7 separate regions of the Mus musculus genome follow, and all the other regions are linked to region 1. A link is a contact called in public Hi-C, HiChIP or PLAC-seq and promoter capture Hi-C data. All regions are on one chromosome and are shown on one strand. Each heading gives the region's core, a stretch centred on a gene start, on an enhancer-like site or on the middle of the called end of the contact. The rest is flanking DNA. Distances are from core to core; before and after follow the strand shown.

The links. Promoter capture Hi-C pulls out the DNA fragments that hold promoters and counts their contacts. A called contact is a pair of places that touch in the nucleus more often than the background predicts. HiChIP or PLAC-seq counts read pairs in DNA pulled down with a chosen protein or histone mark. Capture Hi-C pulls out chosen DNA fragments and counts their contacts.
Region 2: a promoter capture Hi-C map of hippocampal neurons shows a contact between it and region 1, with 10 times the contacts expected there. The contact joins the enhancer-like site here to the promoter of Irf2 in region 1. A contact is called at or near these places in 18 of 39 promoter capture datasets (the 3T3-L1 cell line, 3T3-L1-derived adipocytes, the C10 cell line and 10 more), 1 of 15 datasets of contacts at CTCF or cohesin (large pre-B cells), 9 of 484 Hi-C or Micro-C datasets (embryonic stem cells, palatal mesenchyme and pre-B cells), 15 of 115 datasets of contacts at active chromatin or transcription factors (the SCID.adh cell line, SST interneurons, acute myeloid leukemia and 11 more) and 2 of 9 other capture datasets (adipose tissue and embryonic stem cells).
Region 3: a promoter capture Hi-C map of embryonic stem cells shows a contact between it and region 1. The contact joins the promoter of Snx25 here to the promoter of Irf2 in region 1. A contact is called at or near these places in 6 of 39 promoter capture datasets (the 3T3-L1 cell line, the C10 cell line, the SN4741 cell line and 3 more), 4 of 484 Hi-C or Micro-C datasets (CD4 T cells, Th1 cells and embryonic stem cells), 4 of 115 datasets of contacts at active chromatin or transcription factors (astrocytes, embryonic stem cells, memory CD8 T cells and 1 more) and 2 of 9 other capture datasets (adipose tissue and macrophages).
Region 4: a contact with region 1 is called in a Hi-C map of embryonic stem cells, with 2.4 times the contacts expected there. The contact joins the promoter of Stox2 here to the promoter of Irf2 in region 1. A contact is called at or near these places in 5 of 39 promoter capture datasets (cranial neural crest, embryonic stem cells, hippocampal neurons and 1 more), 15 of 484 Hi-C or Micro-C datasets (cerebellum, embryonic stem cells and palatal mesenchyme), 3 of 115 datasets of contacts at active chromatin or transcription factors (SST interneurons, embryonic stem cells and large pre-B cells) and 1 of 9 other capture datasets (embryonic stem cells).
Region 5: a contact with region 1 is called in a promoter capture Hi-C map of liver, with 2.5 times the contacts expected there. The contact joins the promoter of Trappc11 here to the promoter of Irf2 in region 1. A contact is called at or near these places in 5 of 39 promoter capture datasets (the HPC-7 cell line, embryonic stem cells, liver and 2 more), 3 of 484 Hi-C or Micro-C datasets (effector CD8 T cells, embryonic stem cells and muscle stem cells), 2 of 115 datasets of contacts at active chromatin or transcription factors (astrocytes and neural tube) and 1 of 9 other capture datasets (liver).
Region 6: a contact with region 1 is called in an H3K4me3 HiChIP or PLAC-seq map of stem cell-derived neural progenitor cells, with 4 times the contacts expected there. The contact joins the enhancer-like site here to the promoter of Irf2 in region 1. A contact is called at or near these places in 2 of 39 promoter capture datasets (cranial neural crest and embryonic stem cells), 3 of 115 datasets of contacts at active chromatin or transcription factors (cardiomyocytes, large pre-B cells and stem cell-derived neural progenitor cells) and 1 of 9 other capture datasets (embryonic stem cells).
Region 7: an HNF4G HiChIP or PLAC-seq map of pancreatic cancer cells shows a contact between it and region 1. The contact joins the promoter of Cdkn2aip here to the promoter of Irf2 in region 1. A contact is called at or near these places in 1 of 39 promoter capture datasets (embryonic stem cells), 2 of 484 Hi-C or Micro-C datasets (both in embryonic stem cells), 4 of 115 datasets of contacts at active chromatin or transcription factors (astrocytes, extraembryonic endoderm stem cells, memory CD8 T cells and 1 more) and 1 of 9 other capture datasets (adipose tissue).

What each region holds. Positions count from the first base shown.
Region 1 is chr8:46,738,444-46,741,163 of GRCm38.p6, reverse strand. It overlaps Irf2 (interferon regulatory factor 2), which reads right to left and starts at 1,419. Exons shown (of 9, transcript NM_008391.4): 1 at 1,228-1,419. Gm16675 (predicted gene, 16675) reads left to right here and starts at 1,649. Exons shown (of 3, transcript NR_045750.1): 1 at 1,649-2,002.
Region 2 is chr8:47,370,255-47,373,263 of GRCm38.p6, reverse strand. It overlaps a transcript of Stox2 not described here. Among named protein-coding and RNA genes, the nearest start is that of Gm39171, 48 kb to the right of the region's middle. Within about 2 kb of position 1,438, at least 30 of the 459 cell types and tissues checked have an H3K27ac peak or open chromatin away from gene starts, as enhancers often do. A contact at or near this core is called in SST interneurons, adipose tissue, hippocampal neurons and 1 more, where this site is marked.
Region 3 is chr8:46,151,139-46,153,838 of GRCm38.p6, reverse strand. Snx25 (sorting nexin 25) reads left to right here and starts at 1,398. Exons shown (of 19, transcript NM_001372342.1): 1 at 1,398-2,057. The coding sequence starts at 1,683.
Region 4 is chr8:47,287,921-47,290,736 of GRCm38.p6, reverse strand. Stox2 (storkhead box 2) reads left to right here and starts at 1,335. Exons shown (of 4, transcript NM_001114311.1): 1 at 1,335-2,816. The coding sequence starts at 2,692.
Region 5 is chr8:47,532,064-47,534,763 of GRCm38.p6, reverse strand. It overlaps Trappc11 (trafficking protein particle complex 11), which reads left to right and starts at 1,294. Exons shown (of 30, transcript NM_177240.3): 1 at 1,294-1,445. Rwdd4a (RWD domain containing 4A) reads right to left here and starts at 1,119. Exons shown (of 8, transcript NM_203507.3): 1 at 821-1,119. The coding sequence starts at 844.
Region 6 is chr8:47,332,933-47,335,709 of GRCm38.p6, reverse strand. It overlaps a transcript of Stox2 not described here. Among named protein-coding and RNA genes, the nearest start is that of Gm39171, 11 kb to the right of the region's middle. Within about 2 kb of position 1,334, at least 169 of the 459 cell types and tissues checked have an H3K27ac peak or open chromatin away from gene starts, as enhancers often do. A contact at or near this core is called in embryonic stem cells and stem cell-derived neural progenitor cells, where this site is marked.
Region 7 is chr8:47,712,565-47,715,402 of GRCm38.p6, reverse strand. It overlaps Cdkn2aip (CDKN2A interacting protein), which reads left to right and starts at 1,472. Exons shown (of 3, transcript NM_172407.3): 1 at 1,472-1,883; 2 at 2,385-2,515. The coding sequence starts at 1,633.

The sequences.
Region 1 (2,720 bases), core at 170-2,669:
CTCTGCACCAACCATGTTCGGCCGGCGGGCGAATGTCACCCGGCGCCCGGAGCGGGTCGGAGGGCACAGGGCGGGCACTCATTCCCACCACGTCCCGGAGACCCCAAGCGTTCGTCAGCCTCACCCCCAACCCCATGCTAGCCCGCCGGGCGCCGCTCGGTCCCCGGAGGTTCCCCGCCCCCACACCTCGCCCGTTCCGTAGCCAAGGCGGGTCGGGGCCCAGCGCGCCAGGCCGGCCCCGGGGGCGCCCGCGGGGACCCGGAGGCACTCGCAGCTAGGCCGCGCCGGGGTGGGTGACCCCTGAGCGCGGAGCCCTCCGGGGACGCGCCTCCGAGGCGCCTCACGCGCTGGGACAAGTGCAGTGACAAAGCCCGGAGGCCAGGCCAGACGCTGGCCGGCGGGGAGGAGGACGCGACGTTCCTGGCGTGTGGCGGCGGCCCAGTCCCCAGGAAGCCGGGCGCGCCGGCCAGGCCCGCGCCCAGCCGCGCGCGGAGCCCGCCCGGCCCGAGTGTCCACTGGCACCAGACGCCGGTCACCCGACCCCAAGCCCCGCGGGCGAGCGCATCCTGGGACCGCCTTAGGGCAGCCTTCAAGTTTACAGTGGTCACTGCCCGGGCACGGGCATCTAGGGACCGCGGGTGCCAGTCTATTTACACCAGAGACCGCCGGGAAAGAAGGGCCGCTGGGCACCGAGAAGAACCCGGTTCCCTTCCTCGGACCTGGTGGCGACAGTGTCTGTAAACACTCATACACATACAACACACACACACACACACACACACCAATTTTATTTTAAATGAGGCCGGACTCCAACGGACCTGTACCCACAACACACGACACCTGGAGCGCAGAATCACACAGAGCAGATCTGTGTCCATGGAGCCACCTCTTCTCATCTGCAAATCCAAAAGTGAAATTAAACCTTCACTAACCTCCTCCTCCTCCCTCTCTACCTCCTCCTCTTTGCAGCCTCAGCAGCCCCAGTACCAGCGGCAACAGCAGCAGACCCCTGCTTCCCCTAAAATCAGATGATCCATAACTGCGCCGACTCTTCCTCCAAAAATCGGTATTAATATTTATGAACCCCGGCATTTTTCCGTCTGCAAAACATCGTGTCAAAGCATCAGGACGCACATACATACATAGCTCCTCCTGTCCCCGTCAACATGCCCTCGAGAGAAAACACACGCACAGCCACAACTATTATTTGAAAAAAAAAAATGTTACCTCTCAATGTGCTTTTTTTTTTCCACGCTACCAATACAATCCCGCAAGGTGTGAGTGTTGTTAGGGTGTGTAAAATGGAAATGAAAGCCCGTCAGTTGAATAATCGCAGGAGCAAAACTAAAAGTTAGTCCCCGGCTTGCCTGAGAACAGTCCAGATCGAAAGCAAAACAAGGAGAGGAAACTGCGAGGAGCCGAGGCTGGAAATCCCCCCCACCCCCGCCCTCTCCCGGCCCCGCTCCCTCCCTCGCTCCCCCTCCGCCCTCCTCCCTCCCCGCCCTTCCTCCCCAGTGTTTGTTTCAAGCTTGTGCAACCCGGAGGTGGAGGCAGAGGGAGGGCTCCAGCCGCCAGCCTGGAGGTGCGGAAGTTCGCCGCCGCTGTTCATTGGCGGCCGGCACGGCTTTCATCATTTCTCGGAAAAGTCAATTTCATTTTCACTTCCCCACGTCGCGGCTGCGGGGAGCAACAAGCGGCAGCGCGTGTGAGCGTGGGGATCGCGCCGAAGGGCGCGCGCTTTTCACCGGGGCCACGCTGGGACTGTGGGGCACCAGAAGTGGTGGACGGGGCGCTGGCTTGGGAGCTGGCCACCAGCTGGTGGTGGCCGTAGGGAAGGAAGGAGATGACCTGACTCTACATCCTACCTGAAGGGTGGAGATGGACCAGAGAGAGCCCCGGAAGCCTGGGGACCCTTCCCGACCTGTGGCTTAAGTGCTCAGAACCGCTGTGCACAGGCTGCATATACAAACTCATCTTGGAAAGTCGCCCGCTGCAAAGGAATGTAAGGAACGAAGTCAGCTGAAAAGACGGCATTACTTGTGCCCCTACTTTATTGGATCTCCTACTGGGGAACGGGGGGGGGGGGGGGGTTTGAGGGGGGTTGAAGGGCCAGCCTGGCACTCAGTGTGGAAGCTAGGATGGTTAGGAAGGCCTTCCCCTAGAAAGTCACTCTCCAAAGTTACTTCATGTCTTTGCCATAACCGGTCCAGTTCCTGCAAAATGCAAGGGTTTGAGTTACATGAACTTAAACTGTCTTGATTGGGACTGAACCTGGAGGGAACGCTGCCTGTTAACTCCTAAATTTGGCTGTCCTTATTGGTTGAACATCCTTGGCTGCTGTCCTCTGTGCTGTTCCGTGGAGACAATACTGAATGCAAGAAGAGGGCCCAGTACCTATGACAGGTGCAGCGGCCTATGGGCTCTACTAGGCCAGCTCGCTTGGAACCTCTTGCTGTTTGGTCACTTAACTTTAAAAGTATTCCCTTACATTTAGTTACACCTGCTTCTTGCCTGGCTTACAGTTTCCTCAGCCCACCACCTGCCTTCTCTAACCACTGGGGAAAGCATCCCACCCTAGGAGACTGTCACTATCTATGTGTAAACATCTGAAAAATAATTCTACCTCCTCTTTGCCATAGAATTAGTGGATTCCACAGACAGGGATAAAGGAAAGTATGCATGCCCTTGTAGAAGGAGAGCAGTGAGATTAAGGACCCTGT
Region 2 (3,009 bases), core at 189-2,688, 630 kb before region 1:
TTTTACCTGTGGCTATTGTAACTAGTGCTGTCATAAAATTAAGATATAGGGGCTGGAGAGATGGCTCAGCGGTTAAGAGCACTGACTGCTCTTCCAAAGGTCCTGAGTTCAATTCCCGGCAACCACATGATGGCTCACAACCATCCATAATGAGATCTGGCGCCCTCTTCTGGAGTGCCTGAAGATAGCTACAGTGTACTTACATATAATAAATAAATAAATAAATCCTTTAAAAAAGTAAAATACAAATACCTGTTTGATGTTTTAACTGATTGAGACAGGGTAGTAGTTACTGTGTAGCCTTGGCTAGCCTGGAACTCCCCATGCAGACTAGGCTGGCCTTGAATTCACAGAGATCTAGGGCTAAAGGCTTGTTGAGCCATCACACCTGTCAATATCTTCATTAAAACTTTTACTTTACATTATGAGATTAAATTAAATTTTGATCCTGCAGATCATACAAAATTAAAAGTAAAATAGAAAATCACTTTTCACATTTAGGTAAAACTTTTACATGAGTAAAACTACATACTAAATTTTGGGTCATTTTTATTTTAATATGATTTTTATGGTCATTGTAGTTATTAAAATGTTTTCAGCTGGGCGTGGTGACGCACGCCTTTAATCCCAGAACTCGGGAGGCAGAGGCAGGCGGATTTCTGAGTTTGAAGCCAGCCTGGTCTACAAAGTGAGTTCCAGGACAGCCAGAGGTATACAGAGAAACCCTGTCTCGAAAAAAAACTAAAAAAGAAAAAAAAATGTTTTCCGATGGCCCGGAATGATACATTTGTGTATGATAATTTGTTACATTTGTGTATAATTTGTTACATTTATGTATGGTAATTTGATTTATTACTCCCTTTTCCCTGTTACGGTTCTCCAAAGACATAGGATGTAGACTCAGTGCTATGCACCCTGTCTCCTACCCCCAAGAACATCCCCTCTACACATATTTCTCCTCCCCGGACACACAGGCACATACAGAGCGGGCCAAACTGGACAGGAAGACAAGCTGGAGATCGGGGCTGGAGATTCTGAAAGGTGCCTGCTGCCTGAGTTCCCATGGCCATCTATCCAAATCAGAGAGAGTAATCTGCTTTTCCCAGAGTCAACTGAGTGTTATTCTCATCTAAAACATACACAGTGGCATCTAGATGGATATTTGACCAGATGCCTGGTTACCATGGTTAGACAAATTGACTGAAAGGTTGTACCTACCGTTCTCCCAGGTTAAAAAGAAAAGAAAGAAAAGAAAAGAAAAGAGGAAAGGAAAGGAAAAAGGAAAGGAAAGGAAAGGAAAGGAAAGGAAAGGAAAGGAAAGGAAAGGAAAGGAAAGGAAAGGAAAGGAAAGGAAAGGAAAGGAAAGGAAAGGAGGAAAGAAAAGAAAGCACAACCTACACATGTCATAGCTCCTATAAGCCACTAGAGGGCACCATGACCATAGGAAATGGAAGGCATAGTGCCCACACTTTCTTTTAAGATAATCAAAGCCAGGGTAGAAACTCTGAGGGAAGCTTTCAAGTCTCTAATTTTTGTAGCTGGGAAAGTTGTGACCTTATGAAAGGCTACACTATGGGCTATGGAGGAAAACTGAAGTTCGGAGTTAGAACCATGACCTTTCACCTTGGCTTCTCGTGATTTCCACATAACGGCACACACTTTTGTTAGTGATCTCATGGCAATCATTTGCAATGCTGGGATTGTTTTGTTTGTTATAAGCTACATCTGAGAAAGAGGCCTCATCTTGTAAGAACAATGTAGGTGCAGAGTCTACAGAAGGAGTTACGGCAGGGCGGCTGCTCAGAGTTCCCACCCTTTGTTGGTATTGTGTCCAGAATAGTTTGGCTGAACACACAACACACTAAGGGTTTTCTTTGTTGGTTTCTTTTGTAAAACACTGGCTTCAAGTGACACCAGAGAGGCTTGCTGTGCACACAGTCTGGGTGCAAACATCTTTTCTTGGTGTGTGTGTGTGTGAGAGAGAGAGAGAACATATGTATGTGTGTTAGTTGCCAGGCAGTGTGTGTGGGGGTGTATTGAGTGAAAAGTGATGTCCCATGCAATAACATATATAATTTTTCTTTCATTTAAGAGTCAAGTCTAAATTTGAGAGCTCTAGCTCGTTAGTTCCAACAGGTGGATGAAGGGCTAATTTCTTTTGAGCATGCATGCATAATTTAAAATAAAAATTCTATATAACTTGGGAAAATACCATGTTTTGCCTTAAGTATCCGTCCTTTCTGGTTTTGTGGCAGCCCAGCCCCGTCTCCCTGTCCTAGACACCTTTCTCCAGGCTCTTTTCCTCTTCTTCGAGCTGCTGTCGCAGCCTTAGTCTCCCCACTAGGGGGCGAGCGAAGAAAGGCAGAACCAGGTCACAGGCCCGTTTGCTGCTCCAGGAAGAGCAAGCAGAGACTTACATAAGCGGGGTATTTGGGGCACTGTGTGGGGTGGCCATGTCCTGTACGTTGACTCTATAAAACTGTCAGGGATCCTCTCAGCTCAAAGGCTCCCACTGAAAATGATTAAAACACAAGATGCAACGGCAATGGGAATTTTAGTAGGATAAGCTTACCTCAGGGGCCAGATAACTCTCCTCGGTGCGATGAGTTTGCTATGGTTTGTCTGACTACAAGTACATGCTCAGGAACGTGGTTACTCAGTTCTGAGAGACCTCACAGCTGTGGATCCGTGAGTGTTTTCATCATCTTGGTATTGAGTGTCCTCTACCGCAAGTGCTAGGGACCAGAAATGGTTTTAGTTTTGGATGTCTTTGGACTTTGGTATATTTTAATAAACATAATGAGATATCTTGAGGACTGGACCCAAGTCTAAACAGGAAATTCACCTATGTTTCCTGTACTTGTATGTGTAGCCCGGAGATGATCTTAGATGGAATCTTTAGCGTGCTCTGTTTGGACGTTGATGCTTCAAGCTTCTCATGAGTCAGGTGTGGAGTCTTGGATGGGTGGCTTCTTTTCACCGTTCGAAAAGTTTTGCAATTTGGAACAT
Region 3 (2,700 bases), core at 149-2,648, 590 kb after region 1:
TATGACTTCGTCTCCCACTTGAAATCCATATGCCATTGGGGAAATTTATTATGAAGACCTGGAATGAATACATGGGTGGATTGTTAATGTATACCTGTACCTTTTCTTGAATAATAACTTTTTTGTGTAATACTTTGTTTTAAGCAAGCAAGTAAGCAAGCACTTTATTCATGAGTATTGTGACTTTTTTCCTTTTTTTTGATGAAATGGCACAATACTTATTACAGATGGAACAACCCCTTTACAGAAAAAAACAAAACAAAACCAAAAACCCAGTGTAGCCACAATATATAACACTGCATTGTAACACCTATGTTACTTGTCTGCTACTCGGAGGGCACTACCCATCACCATATTAGCGAACACTGCAAACCTAGGCTGCACACCTTTGATTCCAGCACTCTGAAAGCAGAGGCAAGTAGATCTCTGGGGGGGTCCAGACTAGCCTGGTCCACATAGTGAGTTTCAGGATAGCCAGGTTTACACAGAGAGACCCTGTCACAAAACAAAATAGTACAAGTTAAAGAACCTGGACTTCTTCATCTCAGTGTCATGGGGGTGCTAGCTCCTTATCTGTCAAGCTTCTCTTATTTTCTTATTTCATTTTTTTTTTTTTTTTTGTCTTCTCTACTCTATCTCCTCTCCCAGTGTCTTCAGAAATCCTTCATTTCCATCATCCCTCTAAGACAGTCAACACCCTTTATGGGCTTTGGCAGCTCTGTTACAGTATTGAGCAGCATTTGGACATCTTTCATCTCAGCAAACATCGTCTGTAGACTACCGGCTGCAGTCAAGAGAGGAAAGGAAAATATGTTCTCTCAAAATTCTTTGAACCAGTTTCTTTTGCGTGGGTAACAGCTTTTGTACCGAGTAGTTGTTGGCAACAAAAACACAAAATCGGAGCCAAATCGATTGTGGCAGCTATGTACACTCTCTGGCACTGGGGAGTCTTTCCATAAGTAAGTGGGAACCACAGGCTTCGCTTGACTCCTCCAGGTTTGTCTTAGTCCCCTACCCTTGGGCAGTGGAGTGGGGTCCGTTGGAAGAAAGTAGTAAAAGAGAGGATCAGGGACAGTACGAGGTTAATCAGAGAGCTAGAGAACAAGGCTGGCGTCTGGTATGGGGCTGTAGGCAAGGCGAGGAGCGGAGAGACGAAAATAAGGGGGTACCTGAGCGGAGCTCAACGCAGGCTTCTGACACCTGCAGCAAAATTTTCCACGAACAGACGCGGTCCCCGGGGGGCGGGGGCGGGGCTCGGGAAGTAGCGGGGTCCACTGCGATTGGTCGCGCCCCTTTCCGGCCGCCCCCGCCCCGGGTGGGCGGGGCGACCCCGCCCCACTGTCACTCAGCCGCAGGTCCCGCCCCCGCCCCCGCGCGTCTCGAGCCCTTGGGGTTTCAGTCCCCCTCGCGGTCCCGCTACCTGGGCGCGCCCGGTCGGCGGGCAGCTGCGGGCCCGGCGCGGGGCGGCGGCACCGAGGCGGGAGGGGGGGCGCGGCGGTGTCTGTTGGAGCGGTTCCCGCTCAGGGCCGCCGGCGAGGGCATGAGCGCGGGCTGCCCTTGCCTCGCGAGCGGCGGCGGGAGCGGCGAGGCGGCGGGGCGCCGCGCACAGGCCACGGCCCGGGGCGGCGCCGGGGGGCTGCGGGCCGGGAGATGAGCCTGTCGCCAGCGGCCCAGGAAGCAGCATGCACCGCGATGCCACCGACAGCAGCGGCGCCCGCCGCGGCCCCACGTCCGCCGCAGACGCCTGCCGCGCTGCCCGGGGCTCCGCGGACCGGCCGCGGACGGCGGACGGCCCGGGCTGGGGCTGGCGGGGGCCCGCGGCCGTGGCCGCCCTGGCAGTGCTGGCGCTGTGCTGCCTGGTCCCAGGCTGGGGACCGGCGGCGGGCACGGGGCCGGGCGCCGTGCTGCTGCGCCTCAGCCTGTACCTGAGCTGCGCCGCGGCCGCCTTGCTGCTGGGGACACTGGTCTCGCTCGTCTGCTGGAGCCCGCGCGCCCAGCCGCCGGACTTCGTCTCTTCCTGGAGCCGGCTGGCGGCGACCGTCCGCTGTCCGCTGCGGGTGAGTACCGGTCTCGACTGCCTCGCGTGCCCGCGGCCTCGTGCGCGCGCAGACCCCGGGGGGCTCCGGCCGGGTGGCCCTCCGGCAGCCGAAGCCCGCGGAAGACTGGGCTGCGCGGGCTTGGTCACGCGCGCCGTTTTAGGCGCTGTAGTTAACTCATCCACCATCCTCTGCACAGAGAGATCCATCCAGGCGGGTCTCCGATGTTGAAGTGCAGTTGGTGAGTGCCGAGAAAAATCCGCTTACAGCACCCACGGGAGGCAGGCTTCGCATTCATCACTGATGCTCCTGTTTGGTTCTTCGATCTGTAGTGGTTGGGAGATAACTTTATGACGGCTTACAGAAGAGAAAACTTGGTTAGGTCACCCAGTCCGAGGGAGCTCACTCAATGGGCCCCGTGTACTTCATACCTGTAAGGTCCTGTCTTCCACCATGTTGGTTAAGTTGTCATGCAGCTCAGGTGGATGTCTATTTGAGGGGGTTGAGGGGGTGGCATGCTCACCAGGAACCACTGTCGTTTGTTAAGAGGAAAAGCTGTCCTCAGGCAGGTGTAGGACATCAGGGTTGTGGTTATGTTGCGGAACGTAGGAAAGAACTGGATTTTCAACGTGCTTTGCCCTCCTTCCTACCAACCCTGTTTGCC
Region 4 (2,816 bases), core at 86-2,585, 550 kb before region 1:
AAGAGTAGGAAATAAAACTTTGAACATGGCTAGCAAGTCCCTGCATGATCTACGCTCCCTCTCTCTGACCTCACCGCCCACGGCTTTCCTGTTCAGCTCTGACTCCAGCCATACTGGCCTTCTTGCATTTCTTCCAACAGAAACCAAGACTGGTTTAGACTTCAGGACCGTCGCACTTGTTCCCATGGCCCTGGACACCAATCCCTTCACTCTTTGAGGGGCTCTTCATGCTCTAGGCCCCAGCTACTGGCATGCCTCACAGAGGTTAATGCATCTTTATAAAATGTGGCACAACTTTTGGCTTTAACTCAGCTTCCTGCATTTCTTTTCTGCTGGACCATTCATTGCATGGGACCATATTTGGTATGTTGCCTATTTAATCTGCTCAGTGAATGAATACCAAAGTTGTCACATGATCACAATCCCTCTTAAGTCATAATTACTGCAAAAATTTGTGTGACCATTTTGGTGTCTTGAGAACTGATGTTTTGTTGATTTGAGATACCTGAATGTCAGTAACGCCCATTCGTGAAAACATTAACAAAAAATTCACCTCTATGGCCCTTTACACATTGATCTTCTAAACCAGTCGTCTTTCTGTTCCTTGCCATTTTAGCAAAGGGTACCTTTTAAAGGCTTGTCTTGAATCTAAAAGGAGGTCGCTAAACATTTAGCTAATAGGTTTGTAGTTAGTAATTAATATTGCTTGATGTAGTTATAGGTTTTATATGCGACTTGTGGCTTTTTATCCCCACCCCCTTGGTATCCACAGAGAGGTTGTTCTGGCTATGTATTACCAAGCCACATACTGGAGATGGATGATGGCCTCCCTTCTAGATCTCATTGCCTTTCTGCCTCCTGGATGTCTTGCCAGAGCTTCCTGAATCTTAACCCTTTAGGGCCCTCCGACTGCTGAATACACGTTTCCATGAAGGCTTCCTATTGCTGGCTCTGCATCTTGTCACCCATCAGCGTGGAATGCCACCTTTAAAAATGATTGGGAACGTCTCGTTGTCACAGATGCATTAAAGAAAAGGAAAAAAAAAAAAAAGAAAGAAAGAAAGAAAAAAAAAAAAAAAAACCACCCAGCTCAAACGGGAAATGACAGATCACCTCCAGAGGCAATCAAGTTTATTCTCCTTGTTTAGAGCTCAAAACGCATTTTTGGCAACCCAAATGGGGAGGTGAGAGTGGTGGATAAGAATGGGAGTGGCGGCGCGTGGCGGGGCTGGCGGCCAGGCCGGGCGCCTTTAACTCGGCGTGACCTCGCGTCTGGCCCGCGCCCCCTCCTCCGCGCGCACCGCTGTCCTGCAGCGATTGGTGCTTGGACCATAAGCAGCTGTGCAGGGCCCGGCGGTGCAGAGGCCCCGGGCCCGCCAGCGCAACCAGGCCATTGGGGAGTGACTTCCACTCAGGATCGCAGAGGGCGCAGGCCGTTGGCGCGTGGCAGTCGGCGTGGGCCTGGCGTCCCCGCGCGTTCGCGGCGCCCCGCGTCTCCGGCTGGGCGCAGGTGGACCAGGCCGGGCGCCGCAGATCAGCGCGTTCCCACGAAGGCTAGCCCTCGGAGCGAGGGGGAGGGACCATCGGAAAGACGTGGAACGATCCGCGCGGTGTCATCCGCAGGGCCCAGGCCCCGCGCCGCCGCCGCCGCCGCCGCCGTCGCCGTCGCCGCTGGGGCTTTGCTGCGGGGATCTACGCCGAGCCTCCGCGCTGCCCCGAGATTAGCATGACACTGGGTAGCCGTCCCGCTTTCGGCGGTGCCAGAGCGCAACGCGCTAGTCCCCGAGCCGCGATGGCCTCGCGCGGGGGCCGATCGCCGGGCTCCGCAGCCACCGCGGCCCGTGAGTAAGAGTATGCCTGCGGCGGGGGACCCACGCGTGTCGGCACGCGCCCCCACCCTCCCGCGCCCCCGCCAGCCTCGGAAGGAGGAAGCCTGACGGCGCGCCGCGGTCGCCAGCACCCAACGGGGCTCTTCCTGCGTTGTCGCAGCGGCGGTCCCGGTGCTCCCGTGCGCCCCCCGTTCGAGCCTCTGGAATGAAGACTGCCTCCCGAGGACTGCGAGAGAGAAGCAGAGACAGCGGGCGCCGGGGACTGCGGCCCTCGCGGCTGGGAGGTCCAGGGGGACGCGACTCGGACGCTGTCATCCCCACGCCTCGCGCTGAAGCCTCCTAGTGCGGTTGGGGCTGCCGCCCACCGGTCAAGCTGCCGGGGCGTGCGATCCCGGGTCGGCCCCCGGAGGCCTCGGCTTCCTCATTTGTTTGGGTCTTTTGTGCTGTGGCGCACAGTTGGCTAAGCACTCCTGCGCTGAATCGGGCCATTGTCTGCGCTCCCATTGCTTCCACGCTGCAAGTCTCGGCGCCCCCACCCGGGCCGCCCCCTCCCGGCCGCCGAGCCTCCCAACGTGCCTTCCCCCTCAGGAATCTGGAAGCTGGAAGCCCGGCGGATTGCAAATGAAGTGGAATGCATTGTGGGACGAGTGTAAAATCCGAGCCTTCTCCGTGGGGGTGTGGGGGGGCGTGGGGAGGGCCGGACCTGCCGCCGGCGGTGTAGACACCGACGAGAAGAGGGGCTGGGGGAAAAAATGTGCGCAGAGTCCTCCCGGGTCGTGGCCTCGGTAGACGGATGAAGCAGCGCGCTGCGCCCTGGCGCTGAGGCCCTACTATCGGGGCACCAGGGTCGCCCTTTCCCACCATGAAGAAGACCCGGAGCACAACCTTGCGGCGAGCCTGGCCTAGCTCGGATTTCTCGGACCGGGCCTCGGACCGCATGAGGTCCCGCAGCGAGAAGGACTACCGCCTGCACAAGCGCTTCCCCGC
Region 5 (2,700 bases), core at 45-2,544, 790 kb before region 1:
CCAGGCTAGTCTCAAACTCTGACATCAGCCTGCCTCTGCCACCCTAACACTGGGATTAAAGGCGTACACCACTACCGCCAGGTGGGATTTATCTTCTAATCCTTACTCTACCACGTTCACCAAGCTAGGGTGCTCTTTTTCCTTTTTCATCTGGACACATTACAGAGTTGGAAAGTTCAATGACAGGTGATTTATAGGACCTATTCCTTCCGACTTTGATATTTTGCAAAGCAAACAAACCACCACCACCAATAACAACAACAACAAAAACCAAAACACAAACTACAAAATTCTGATTGACATGAGGATGCTCAAAAATATTGTATATCCCTCAACAACAGACTGAGGAGTGACTTCACTGAGCATTATGGACAGAAACCGAAACACCAGGGTCATTCATTTTTCTGTAGAGATTTTACTTACTCGATCGACCCTTTCCACGAGACCACAAGTTTTCAAATTTAAAGGCGTTCAGATTTGAAGACAGAATAACTCGACACACAAGCGCTAAGCCACACAAGGGATTTAAGGACGGCCAAGTGCTCTAGGGTCGTGGACCAAGGACACTCATCTTACCAAGGAAATCTAGGAAGACCTAAATACAAAAATGACAAATGAGGGAAGCGGGAGGCTGAGTCTCACGTAACCCATTCGTGCTTGCTGGCCATAAGGTTGCCCAGTGCTATCTGGCAGGGGAACCACCAACGTGGGACATCCGGACAGGCGAAGAAGGTTCTCAGAGCAAAGGACACGTGCGAAGTCTGGGTGCTCCACGTCGTGACCTGCGCCGGGACAGGGGTGTCTAGTCCTGGGTTCTCACCTCTTGGTCCTCGTTGGCACCCATCGTGCCGGGCGCACGGCGTTCGCTACCGCGATGAACGGGCGGGCAGCGGGCGGGAGGCCGGGGCACCCCGTTTCCGCGCCTCGGTCTAGAGAAATCCTCCTCGCAGCCGTGGGTACGACCTCGTGCGCTCCAGATCCTCGGCAGCACCAAGCCACCGGCAGTCGATTGTGGGCCGGGAACCCAGGATCGCGTTATGTGTGATCGGGAACCGGGATCACGTTAAGGGACACCTAGACCTCTGACCAGTTACTGATGGGCGGTACCGAGGAAGCCCCGCCCCTTCTCACGATCGCGTCTCCTATTGGCTCCTTCTCTTTCCGCCCCCAACTCTTTCTCCTCTAGGAAATGGAACACCTTCCTAACAAGGAAACCCGTTCTATTCCAGGACTGGTGTGGAGTGCTGTCACTCAAGCCCAGGAAGTGCTTCCTGTGCCAGCGGAGGCGGGGAAAAGGAAGTGTCGCCTTCTGTCGCCCGGTCTGCGGCTGGGGCTGTTGCTTGTCGGTGGCCGCATTCCTAGACGCCCCTGCCTGGCTCTCTTGCCTCTTTCGGGGCTGACGGCGACTCGCCGCAGCTGCAGCGGGTCCAGGGCGTGCGGCCAGGGTGAGTTGGGCCCAGAGACCTTCCAGGCCAGGCTATCCCGGCTGGCTTGGTGGCCTGCGTTTCCCCTTGGCGTCCACCGATGCAATCTTGGCGTTTCTCCTTCCCCTGCAAAGAATTATTGCCAGAGAGGTGGGAGTGGTGGAGGAAAATAATGTCAGTTTCTAGGACTTTGAGGTTATTCTCCTTGCCCAGTGGCAGCTACTAGAGCCTAATGCTGAGATCCTAGGGACAGCCCTTTGGTTCTTCATTTGAGCGTTTTGCAATCGGATGTCTCTGAATCCTTGCTTGTTAGCCGGTGACTTGCATCCCAAACCACCTGTTTATTGATAGCCGTCTTCTTTAGTAGATACTCTGATTGGGTTAGCTTGTTTCTCTTCTATGATAGATTGCACTGACGAGGTGATCTGGTGCTGAGGACTTAACTTTGTACTTCTCCATGTTCCCTCTCTGTCAATGGTTTGCTTGGTTTCTCCATTATTTTCCGGGAAATCAGGAAGCGATTTCTTTCCTGTGTGTCACTGAAATCTATTCAGTCAACACTTGTCCTGTTCCGTTCCTTTTTAAATTTTCCTACAGCATAGTCAGGACCATTGCAAGTGTCCAAGCTTGTAAGGTAGAATAAAGCCGGGATTGCTGGTGTAGTTTTCATGACGTTGTTGGAAAAGATTTACACTGTCAGCTGTGAGAGCCAGTAACTAAGGGAAGGCTAGAGAGCACTTGAAATCTGCTAGTTTAACGGAGGGTGTGCAGTTCCTATAAAATACGCACAGGCTTGAAGACAATGCACAAATAGGTTTTTACAAGTTCATCGATAACTTATAATGATGTTTGGAAAATATTGTTGGCTAAAATAGAATATATCTAAAATCCCACATCTTTCTTTTTCTTTTGGGGGGGAGTTGGGAGGCTGTCTTTGATATCTCCATAGCCCTGGCTGGCCTGAAACTGCCCCCTGCCTCTGCCTCTCCAATGATGGGTTTTCAGGAGTGCTTTCTGAGCCAACTTCTCTTTTCCCTTCTAACATAACTGCTGGAAATTTTGACTTTTTTTTTCTTTGATTCATGCTGTATACCTCTCAGGTGGTGCTAATTTTAAAACTTTGCAAGTTTATTCTACTTCCCCTTATAGCCGGTCAATATTCAAGGGCCACAGCTATTTCTTTGGAGCCTCTAAGATCAAGGGAAAAGGCCCTTTCACATTCTCATCTAGACTGTTTGGTTTTAGGCAGATATGGTAGCCATATTATATTTTGACC
Region 6 (2,777 bases), core at 85-2,584, 590 kb before region 1:
GTTCTCTGGAAGAGCAGCGAGTGCTCCTAACCTCCAAGCCATCTCTCAAGCCTGGCACTGGTTCTTAGGGCTGAATAATTCTATTCCTCTTCCAACTGAATATTTTTAATATAAATCTTTTTTTTTTGATCTGTTAATGCAACACAGAATTCCACAGAAAAGATATGGAGTCTAATATGCTATTTTCCTGGGAAAAAAGCATGCATCGGGCTGGCGAGATGGCTCAGTGGTTAAGAGCACCGACTGCTCTTCTGAAGGTCCCGAGTTCAAATCCCAGCAACCACACGGTGGCTCACAACCATCTGTAGCGGAATCTGATGCCTTCTTCTGGAGTGTCTGAAGACAGCTACAGTGTACTTACATATACTAAATAAATAAATAAATAAATAAATATTTTTAAAAATGCATGAATTATGGCATTTTGTGTATCTCGAGATCTCCTTTGTATCCCTATTGCTAAGTTTAAACTAGCATTTCTTTAATAGTTGTTTAAAGTCTAGAACTAGAGTAAAATTTAGACATATGGGAAGCCTTTCATCACCCTGGCCTTCTGCTTGTCACCAGTAGCACTTCTGACACTTTGTTTCCTGCCTGAGCAGCTGGACTGGCAATTTTGTTGTGCTGATGGGAAACAGAGAGCAGTTTAAGTTAATTTTTTTACTTGAGCAAGAAGTAGGTCCTAGGCACAGGCTATAATCTTATTACTCTGTGAGGACTGAAAGTTCTGGGTCAGCCTGGGCTACAGAGAGAATTCTAGACAAGCATACAGCATGGCGAGACACTGATTCAATAAACAAACAAAGAAACAAACAGGAAAGAAAAAGAAAAACAAAGAAGCCTACCACCAAAATTAAAAATAAAAAAGAAGAGGAGGTGGAGGGGGAAGGGGAGGGGGAGAAGAGGGAAGAGGAAGAGGAAAGTTTGTAGAACCTAAACCTTTGCAGATGGTTCTGAGTACTCCACGCCAGGCAATCTACTGATTTTTGCTGTCTCCCCAGGCTCAGGCTATTTCTGTAGCTTTAAGGAAGAGATACGTATTGATTGTACAGCTATTTGCTTCCAGTCCTGCAGGATCTAGCCTGTCTTTAGTACACATGACAGAACCAATCAAGCACGGAGCGCTATCTTAAGATACAGTTTGTCACCCAGAGGGAAGAAAATCGGCAATAAAGACATGCAAATCCCTCCACTGTGATGCTGTCAGGCATTGTCAGAGGGGCTGGAAAGCTACCGAGGAGCCCACTTCTGTGTCAGCACCGAACAGGTTATAGTTATAGCAAGAGAGAGGAAGTGACATAGAGAAGCAACCTGATTGGCCACAGTCAGCATTCACCTTATATGGGCATGGCCTGATCGGCAGCAGCCAGGACTGGGAAAAGCCTGATGGCTGTGATTGGCTGAAACCTAGTTGCTTGGTTACAGAGGTACAATCTTAGGTTAGGCATTGTACTTCATTGGGAGGCTGCTTTGGGACAAGGTGTGTTACGCAAGTACAGTTATAGGTACCGGCTGTACTTATTTGTTTAATCATAATAAATCAACCTTTTAATGTTGCTGATTCGATTCGAACCAACTCTGCACTTAAGAGTATGTAAAATACTAGGTGGTTAGAAGAGAGACAGTGGAAACAGTGACTCCGAGCTTGTAAGTTAACATGACCAGAAGTAGTTTGTCTTTATACTCTGGTACACATTAGAGCGAAGAAAAAGGCCCCTCTTTTGTTTATATTTTTAATCCTCTTGGTCAGGCTCTATTTCACCTGTTAAAGAATTGGTGGCTAGGCTTTTGTTGACTGTTTCCTGTCTAGGACAGAGGAAAAGCAGCCCAATAGGTTTCAGAGTAGATGAGAGCAGATGCGTGTTTGCTACCCATATCCATTGTATACAACGCCTGATATGCATGGGGGGGGGGGTTCCTTCTCAAAAGTCTCCATTTCCATTTGCTGACAGAAGTCTAGGAATTTCACTACAGCTATAACCGTGACACTTCCAGACGCCTTCTTGAGACTATTTGACTGCAGGGTTAAATAGTGATCTTTAAAATATGAAAACAAACTCAGTCTGTTATGTATAACATGTATGAAATTGGATAAACAAATATAATAAACAATAATAAAAATGTTGCAAGGAGGGAGGTAGAAAGGTCACACAGATAAATCTGGGAGGCTGGAACACAAGGCCACAGCAGAGAAGGGCCAGGTAAGCCGTCTCCTGGCCTGGGATGCCCTGGGAGGTTGTGTCAGATGAGCCTTCAGTGGACGTTTAGTCTCTTGTTCTTGGTCACTTTGTTATCAAAAGCAAATAAAAAATGTCACAGTCTTTCAGGACAGCCTTATTCCCCTGGTGCTTTATTGTAGGACATGGGACAGAGATGGTGACTCTGTCCTTTTATAACCTGCTGAGGAAGTGTTCCTTTTAGAGCCTTGACATCTGTTTCCCATGCCAGCCTGTCCTGTAATTAATGCTTGCCCCACATAGTCACTCTTTGTTGGTATCCATTGGAACAGTTTGTTGGCTCTGCCCTGGGCTTACCAGATAGAAAGGCGGGTGGCTTCTCTTTGGATGGTACATGGCTTATCTCCCACAGTGAGTTAAGGGGGAGGGGGCAGGAAGTGGGCAAGACTGCCAGCCTTCTCAGAGCACAGAGGATCAGAGCAGATCTAGAGCAGGGAGCTAGGCACAGACAAAAGAGCCTTGAATCCAGAGGGACAGACTTTGCTTAGTGTTTTTATTGCTGTGAAGAGACATCATGATCATGGCAACTCTTATATAAAACAC
Region 7 (2,838 bases), core at 223-2,722, 970 kb before region 1:
TCTGCTAGGAGAAGGGGGAGAGTTGAGAAAGGGGTTCTTTTGTGGAGTCCTGAAACTAGCTCTGTAGACCAGACTGGCCTCAACTCACAGAGATCCCCCTGCCTCTGCTCCAGAGTGCTGGAATTAAAGGGGTGCTTTGTCTCTCCTTGCCAGTGTGGCCTCTTTGAAAGCCTTTTCCTGCTTTCCACTACTAACGTGTCCCTTCTAATTGCCTTATTGGAGCTGAACAGTGTTGGGGCACAGGCCCATGGCTATCAAGTTTAGTAACCAAATGACTGAATTTTTGCGTGATTATTCTGATTTAAGCATTTTCACAACAAAACGCAAAAATCTATTGAGGGAAAATTCAATTACATAATTTATCACTATCTCATATTATTACATTGATCCTTTGATTTATTGACACATACCTAGACTTGGAAATGTTAATAAACACGCCAGAAAAAAAAATCCATGGGTTGGAGAGATGGCTCAGTAGTACGAGATCTTAGAGAAGACCTCCAGCACCCACAGGGCGCTGGGTTCAATTCCCAGCACCCACAGGGCGCTCAAAATCCTGGGTCAACTCAACTCCAGGAGAGCCATTGCTCTCTTGCCTCCAAGGGCACCAGGCCCACACATGTAGCACAGACACACATGCAAGCAAAAAATCGAACTCATAAAACAAAACAAAACAAATGCAGAAGCAGTTGCTCTTGAGGACTGAGGCCAGGACGAGATAAGCAGATACATTTCCATTTTGGTCCAACCGGGATTAACAGTTAAAACCAGTTGGCACGGGGTCATTTATAGTTCGGGGACCAAAAGCGTTAAGGGAGAGGAAGCGGGTTGAACCAGGAACTTAAGAAACCGCGGAAACCCAGCCAGATCGTGGGGCGCAAGCGCAAAGGCCTGGTTTCAAAGAGCCGGTTAGATCCAACTGGAGGAGCCGCTTGTGCTCGTCGTTAAGTTACAACCGTGCTCGGTACTTTTATTGTCCCCATCCCACAAGGCATCCGCAGGTCCCCAAACGCCCGGAGACCTTCCGAGCCTCGGGCCCAAGGGTTCAGCGGCTTTCGCGGCAGGGCGCAGGCGCGGAAGCCAGCTTTTGTTTATTTTGGCCGCGTGCGACCGCGAGCGTCCGAGGGCGGAACGCGCAGGAGGGGCGGGGCGGCAACTCGGACGCCTCCAGGTCTCCGCGCTCCGCCCGCTTTGTCCCACCGCCCCCCTCTCCCGGCCCCCCGGAGCGCGGCGTCACAAAGCGCCGGCGGAACGCCCCAGCGGCCGCCCCTAGGCGCCGAGGGCGGGGAGGGCCGCTGGCCGCTGAAGTCGCCTCGGCCCCGCCTCCGCCGGCGCGACCGCCGAGCGAGTCGCTGGCGACTGGGCGCTGCAAAGCATCCTGGGAGGACGCGCTCGCGCCGGAAGGTCGCGTGTGCGCGCGGCGGCAGCGGCGGCGGCGAGGTTATAAAAGGGAGCGAGGCGGTGGCCGGCGGAAGTGGGCGGTTCGTCGGCGCCTTGTTCTGTTGTTTGGGGTTTGGGCTCCTGGAGGGGCGTTCTCGGGAGGGCCGCCGGTGCAGGCCGCGCTGACACAGGGCCGCTTCGCCCCCGGGGCTCCGTGCGCTTGCGCTCTCCCCGTCCCGCAGGGTCCCCAACATGGCGCAGGAGGTGTCCGAGTACCTGAGCCAAAACCCGCGGGTAGCCGCCTGGGTGGAGACGCTGCGCTGCGAGGGCGAGACGGACAAACACTGGCGCCACCGCCGGGAGTTTCTGCTTCGCAATGCCGGGGACCTGGTCCCCGCCACCGACGAGACTGCGGACGCGGAGAGCGGAGCCCGCACTCGGCAGCTCCAGCAGCTGGTCTCCTTCTCCATGGCCTGGGCGAACCATGTCTTCCTAGGGTGCCGGTGAGTGGAGGGAGCGTCGCTCTCCAGCCAGCCTTCCGGGCTTTGCTCCACGCCCCCTGCCGCTGGCCGGGGAGCGCTTTCGCGGGGACCGGCGACGCTGGGGAGGGCCGCTTGGGAAGCGCGGGAATCGGTGTGACACTGTGGGTCCTCGGAGGGAGAGCAGGAAGGGCGTCCGGGGCTGTCCCCGACCTCACAGTTGCCGGGCGTCCGGGTGGTATGCGCCCGGCAGATGGAGTTGTTGGTGCTTAGCTGACAGTATCTGCCCGGGAGACCCCGAGTTTAAAGGTTCCCTGGCACAGACCCGCCTCCCGAGCCCTTAGGGCATTCGTCTGGGCCATCTTCGATTGTCGCGCGGTTCGTACACTTTGATCACGACCAGGAAATGCAGTCTGCGCACTCCTGCATTCCTCACGCTGCCAGTACTTTCGGAAAAAAAAAAATAAAGCATAACAACAACAAAAACAAACCACTTCTTGAGAGCGACTTTTGCTTCTTTTTCAGGTACCCTCAAAAAGTTATGGATAAAATTCTTAGTATGGCTGAAGGCATCAAAGTGACAGATGCTCCAATCCATACCACACGAGACGAACTGGTTGCCAAGGTGAAGAAAAGAGGGATATCAAGTAGCAATGGTTAGCAGATCATAGATGTGAACATACATAGGAGTTTAGAAAATATGCTTTATAAAATTAGGAATCGCTGTCATTACTAATTTTTTTTAACAATCCAGAATGTGTATGCTGTATTAATCTAGTTAAAATGTTAAAGCTACACTGTGTGTGTATGTGTGTCTGTCTGAGTCTGTCTGTCTGTTTTGGTGCTGAATTTGATTAACTTTTAGATTTTCAAGTCCAATGTCTGATGCTGTTAATTTAATATTAAAAACTAATCATATTAATTGATACTGTTTTAACATACTAATGAAGTTGTTCCATATTTTAAAAGAAACTACTGG